Linked DNA regions of Sus scrofa: region 1 is linked to region 2. A link is a contact called in public Hi-C data. All regions are on one chromosome and are shown on one strand. Each heading gives the region's core, a stretch centred on a gene start, on an enhancer-like site or on the middle of the called end of the contact. The rest is flanking DNA. Distances are from core to core; before and after follow the strand shown.

Region 1 (3,103 bases), core at 365-2,864, 140 kb after region 2:
AAGCCTTGAAGTTACGAATCTTTTCCTACAACTCACTTGCATGTACAGAAATTCTCTGAACTAGCATCACTGAAGTTAAAAAGACAAATTAAATACAGGACTGGATCTCAAGTTGGTATTTCTACTGTGAATAAGAGATGTGGGCTTTAGCAAAATGACACCATCCACACTATTTGATTAATTTTTTGAATAGTATTGATTTTGTAAGCATATCCAACTTTACATGTATATAGAGTATAATGATAGAAAGGGTGGAAGTCAACACCAGGGATGCACGTAGACAATGTTGTCCCTTTAAAAGAGGTCTGTACATTTCTCGGTTTGAGAGGCACGAGTCTGGAGCTCTATTCCTGGAATGCTCCCCCTCATGTAAGAAGTAGTAGGGCAGGTCAAACCAATTAAGTGTTCCTAAAAACAGAGCTCACCAAATACCATGGCTGCAGAGTAACAACAACCAAGGGCCAGCCAGCAGCTTAGAGTGGTGCACGGAGAGGAATGACCTCGGGGACACCAAGTTAAAAGCTCGTATTTCACCTCCCCAATGGCGTTCTTTCCTTTCACGCTGCGCCCTCTATCGCAGGCGTGGAGAACATCGCTCCCTGCTCCCAGGGGTGAGCTCTCTCCTCCAGCCTCTGGGCCAGATTGCTGCCAAATGAGCTGTCAGGCATTCCCCTGGGATCGTCAGACATTTGCCCTGAGATCTATAATACAATTTGACCTTCTTTCTGCTGAGGCAAATACACCACCTGTCACCTCTGAAAACTGAGCCTTAGAGTCAAGCACATCTGGAATCAGCCTATAAACGTGGTGCTGAGATTAATGTTGAACAAGAAGAAAGGCTAAGGTATTCCGCCACCGATTTCCACTTACTGACAATTCCCACTCAGCAGCAATGTTCGGCTTCCACATGTGGACACCTGAACACTTCCCCGTTAGCAGCAGTGCACTTAGATTAGCCAAAAACAAGCTTCAGAATATCCTCAAATACATTTTAGCTTCGAGTGAACCCCCTGTGTGGTGTTTCATTATCTGTATCCTCCACAGGCGGAATCAGAAGTGATGAAGGGAGATTCTCAAATGTTCAGCTGCCCAGAGGAGCAAGGCATGCTCACACCGCAGCTTCGGCGCATGTGGAGACGCCCCAGTGTTTGCCTCTTATCACTATGGGCACAGAGAAATGGGGGCCAGAAACTGACATCCTAGAAACTCATCAACGCACAGGAAATGTTCAAAGCTGCCATTTTCCCCCAGAAAGGTTACACTTTCAAGAAACCAAGAGGAGAAAGAGAAGCATGAAAGGATCTTGCCTTGAAGCTAAGTGAAGTACACCTACATTTGATGAAAGGATAAGTAATGCCATATAAAATCATGATCTCCCTATTAACATCTGGAAATGAGCCTGGTATGTCTTGAGTATTGAGTTCAAAATGTGGATCATCCATAACCCTAGTTATCCAACCACCATGTTGGCCCTGATTCCAGAGGTGAAACGCCCTGATGAGAACAAGGAAGGCTGCTTCACATTCAATGAGAATGCGTTTCATTTTGCACCTCAGCCTAACTTGGTAGGCTCCACATCTGCGCATGCGCAGGCGAGGCGCCTCTCAGTCACAGCTCCTGTGGTGTGCTGTGTGCCAGGATTTAGCGGCACAATGTGATCCTATCGTAAACATCCTGGCCCTCCTCACTTTACCTCTGAAACCAATTTCTGTGACTACCGCTGCTTTCTCTGCAGCTTTATCGGCCTCTTCTCCCCTTCCGACCGTGGATCTGATCTCCTGCCACACATTCCTGTGTTTAGACTGCCTGGCTGAGGGCATTTCCCCTCGCCGCTTAACGAACAGGTTTCCGTAGTCTTTGGATTTGTTTTTTGTTTGTTTCTGACACAAGGCTGAGTGCACAGCTTTCGGGGAAGTTTCGAGTTGTTTCAGGGAGTTCCTGGTTTTGGCAGGGAATTAAGCTTCCTGTGTTTCTCGAGGTGAGTGCCCCCAAAGTTAACGTATGATCGGCTGAATCACAAACAACTCTGCCTCCCTTGAGAAACTGGCCTTCAAAGACGATTTTATTGTGTGCCTGTATATTTGATAAGCGTGATCAAGGAAGAAACTAGAAGTCCTGCAAATCTTTTTCATGTCATTTTTCATGCCCTTGCCTCAACTTCATTCCATCAGAAGTCCTCTGTTAGATAGCGCTTACCAATGTCCTCTTTTTGCAAACAACGATTAGGACTTTAACCTGTAACTGAATATAAGACAGTAATCAATAATCCTATTGTAATGTTTCTCCATTTTCATCTTTCTCCCTGGGTTTTCCACTCACATGTGGAATTTAAATACATGAACAAATATTCCTACACACCTCCCAAAGCCAGCTTTCCTTTATCATCTTCCTCCAAGAGGTGGAACACTATATCCTGTAAACAAGGTTGGTAAGGGCATATCTGAGCCAACCTTTTCTTTGGCTGCCTTTCAAAAAAGTTGTTTAAAACAAGATATGTTCTTGAACTGGAAAAAGGAATTACACATGATAACCTTAGAAAGCAGCTACTTGCTTTGCCCAGCTAATATTACTGCACAAACGAAGGCACTGAGCACTCTCTTCAGTTACAGGACAGAGGCATGTCACCAAAATGACTACATCAAGGCAAAACTAATTTCACTGGGACATGACCATATCAAAATGTTATGCTGAGTATGACTATAAAGTTGGTATAATTAACAAACACTTAATGAGTATACAGATAATTATGAAAAGGATAGTATTCTATGAAACAACAAGTGATTCAAGGTATTGGCCCTTAGCCTCACAAACTGATTTCTAACAATAGCACCTGCTCCAGCCATCACCTTTACAGTTTTTTTAATTAAGTTGAAATGCATAATTTTGTTGCATTTGCAGTCCTTTTTTTGTTTTGTTTTGTTTTTTGTTGGTTTTTTTTTTTTTTTTTTTTTTTTTTTTTGGTCTTTTTGCTATTTCTTTGGGCTGCTCCCACGGCATATGGAGGTTCCCGGGCTAGGGGTCGAATCGGAGCTGTAGTCACCAGCCTATGCCAGAGACACAGCAACGCTGGATCCGAGCCACGTCTGCAACCCACACCACAGCT
Region 2 (3,077 bases), core at 263-2,762:
ACTCAGTAATAATTTTAGAGAAAACAAATTTCAGTCTTTATCAGTTTAGGATTTATTTAGGGAGTTGGTTAGAGTCTTTCTTTTTCCTCATTCCTTCCCAATGAAAGGCTAAGCAAGGAAGAAGCTAATGATCACAAAATGTGATCTTCAGCCTTGAGCTCTATTTGGCATGTTCTCCCATTTTAATTTTGTTTTTATTTGCTTTCCTCTTTCTAAAAGTATGAACTGGACCCTGACATTTTTCTGCTTTCTACCAAATTCCAGAACTGTCACATTTTTTCTTTTTAAGTCTATAAACTTCAAGATATTTTCTGTCAAGTTGGCAAAGCTCCAATCAGCTCTTCACCACTGCAATTAAAGTGTTTTTTCCATCTCAACATAACCCAACATGGAGAGAAATTATAAGAGCGCTATATAAATCCACTTTGATAAATTAGTTACCTCAATGAGCTTATCACAAACATGTATACATACTCACAATATTCAGACTATTCTAGGAATTATGAGTCAAAATAACATCAGTGGCCACTATCTAAAGGGAAAGCTGAACTTGGGATGCCCCTTTAAAAACAAGCAATAACCTAGAAAGCAAAAACGGAGGAGGTGTAACAGCAGCAGTCGCTACTGCCTTTTATTTCTCTTAATGCTGTTATAACAAGAAACAAGCTAACCCCAAGATAAAGCCAGACAGTCAAACAATATATTCAGCTTTGAGGAGATGGTACAGCAGGAAATGCTGTGTTACAACGCATTGTTCTTATGTCATCACTATTTCCAGAAAATGCTCAAAGCTCCAACATTTGTTCACTTCATACAGGATTCACTTCTCAGCCGAGGAGGACTTTGGGAACAGCACACTCAGCGCTCAGCAGTTATTTGACCTATTTTACTAATGTGTTTGGGAAGGAGGTTAATTAACAGTGGATGGCTATATCCTTAAGCTTAATTTTTCCAACAGCCCTGCTCATAAAAGGAAAAATTGAGTATGTATTGAAGGAAGCAAGCAATTAAGTTGCACAAATAGTGAGCTCATTGAACTGCAGCTGACTTCTATCATGTCAAAGAACAACTAAACACAGAAGCAATAAAAAGATTGTTGCCACGACCACCACTGAGAACCGAGTGGCAATAAAGATGAATAACTTCCTACTTGAAGATTACTTGATTAAAGCTCTTTAGAAACCAAATGTTACACATAGGCATAAATGGAGCAAAATATTTTAATGTGTGTTTGGCAGGTTCAGAAACATTTTATAGTCAATTTTAAATGAAGGTTTATATAACAACAGTAAACTCCACTTAAAACAGCCTTTCCAATTGCTGTTCTTGCAAGAAAGCTGCAGGATTACTGGGGAAGGCTTGAACCATACTGGGGATAAAAAACCCATGCCTAACAGAGTAAGAAGAGGGCCAGCCAGGAGCGGAATTCCACAAGACTGGGCCCTCTGAAACCAAACCCAAAAGCAGAGCCAGAGAAGCCCATTCAGCTGGCTGTGACCCTTGAAGGCGAGTAAACAGACTCCCTGTAGCAATAACCAGGAAATCTCTCTCCCCAGCAACCTTCTGCTCCCCTGCCCACCTTCCAAAGCTCCAAAAGGTCAGGTTTTAGCCCAAACTGCCCTTTAAGAAAGTGTGCTCACAACAAGAAGGCATCAGAACCAGCTCCCAGGACTATCAGTGTCAGTGAGGTGGGGCAGGCATGATTTGATGAGGAAAATGTGTCTGACAGAGGATTCGCCTCTCAACTTACAAGTGTCTATGGTCATGTCTGGAGAATATCAGCCTCTTTGAGGGCTGGACCCCAGCACTTACCTACTGCCTTTAGAGGGGATACCATGGAGAGTTATAAAAGAGGAGGATTTTGCTGTCAAAGTTGCTTATAAGCCAACATCAAAAATAATAATAATAGGAGTTCCCGTCGTGGCGCAGTGGTTAACGAATCCAACTAGGAACCATGAGGTTGCGGGTTAGGTCCCTGCCCTTGCTCAGTGGGTTGACATCCGGCGTTGCCGTGAGCTGTGGTGTAGGTCCCGCGTTGCTGTGGCTCTGGTGTAGGCCGGTGGCTACAGCTCCGATTGGACCCCTAGCCTGAGAACCTCCATATGCCGTGAGAGTGGCCCAAGAAAATGGCAAAAAGACAATAATAATAATAATAATAATAATAATAATGATAATGATAAGCCACCCTTTGCATTGCTGCCCTCAAGCTCACTACTATGGAAAATTAAAGCCAGTCTATTGCAAATAAACTAGTCTGCCATCGCATTTCTGCTATCCCCATCTCCAAAATGGGAGGGAGGCTTACAGTGTGCTTTTCTTCTGAGCACGTCCACTTGGCTTGGGCTCCAAGGGATCTGAGCCCAGCAAAGAGACTATGGTGAGCAGTTCTCTCCCTTCCTCAGCTCCAGCCCTCTCCTCCCTTATCCAGAAATGGTTGCAGCCATCTCCTATGGGCCCTGTTTCTTCTTTTGGTTCCACATAGCACCCATCAATATACTGGGTATAAGACAGGCGTTTTTGTTTGGGGTTTGTTCCTCTTTCTTTTTTTTTTGCTTTTAGGGCAGCACCTGTGGCATATGGAGGTTCCGAGGCTAGGAGCTACAGTTGCTGGCCTATGCCACAGCCACAGCAACATGGGATCCAAGTCACATCTGTGACCTATACCACAGCTCCCGGCAATGGCGGATCCTTAGCCCACTGAGTGAGGCCAGGAATTGAACCTGCATCCTCATGAATACTAGTAGGGTTCCTAACCCAATGAGCCACAACGGGAACCCCAAAGGAGGTTTTTAATACATCCTTTTGGGTGCAATTAGCAGAAAAGGTTCATATTTATGTCCTCTTTGAAAAGTTATTTTATCTTATCCATTCTTGCTGAAATAATCAAAGAAATCAAAACTAGAAAAGCAATTTTGTGTTACAACTTGGGGGAAAAAAGAAAGCATAATATTCTCCATTTTCTTGGGTCAGAAATGGGACCTAAATAGCCTGAATAAATTGCTAATGCTTATATAAAGCACACAGTACCTCAAGCCCACAATCTAGTTAAGACAGACCCACCCATTATACACTGTTTT

Evidence for each region. Hi-C and Micro-C count contacts between places; a contact is called where the count stands out from the background.
Region 1: a Hi-C map of omental adipose tissue shows a contact between it and region 2, with 2.4 times the contacts expected there. The contact joins two enhancer-like sites. A contact is called at or near these places in 6 of 47 Hi-C or Micro-C datasets (alveolar macrophages, embryonic fibroblasts, fetal heart ventricle and 2 more).

What each region holds. Positions count from the first base shown.
Region 1 is chr1:183,744,412-183,747,514 of Sscrofa11.1, forward strand. The region is part of intron 3 of LOC102167290 (a long non-coding RNA gene); the gene reads right to left. Among named protein-coding and RNA genes, the nearest start is that of CDKN3, 47 kb to the right of the region's middle. Within about 2 kb of position 1,615, at least 44 of the 83 cell types and tissues checked have an H3K27ac peak or open chromatin away from gene starts, as enhancers often do. A contact at or near this core is called in omental adipose tissue, where this site is marked.
Region 2 is chr1:183,600,924-183,604,000 of Sscrofa11.1, forward strand. All of the region lies in intron 5 of LOC102167290 (a long non-coding RNA gene), which reads right to left. Among named protein-coding and RNA genes, the nearest start is that of BMP4, 180 kb to the left of the region's middle. Within about 2 kb of position 1,513, at least 9 of the 83 cell types and tissues checked have an H3K27ac peak or open chromatin away from gene starts, as enhancers often do. A contact at or near this core is called in omental adipose tissue, where this site is marked.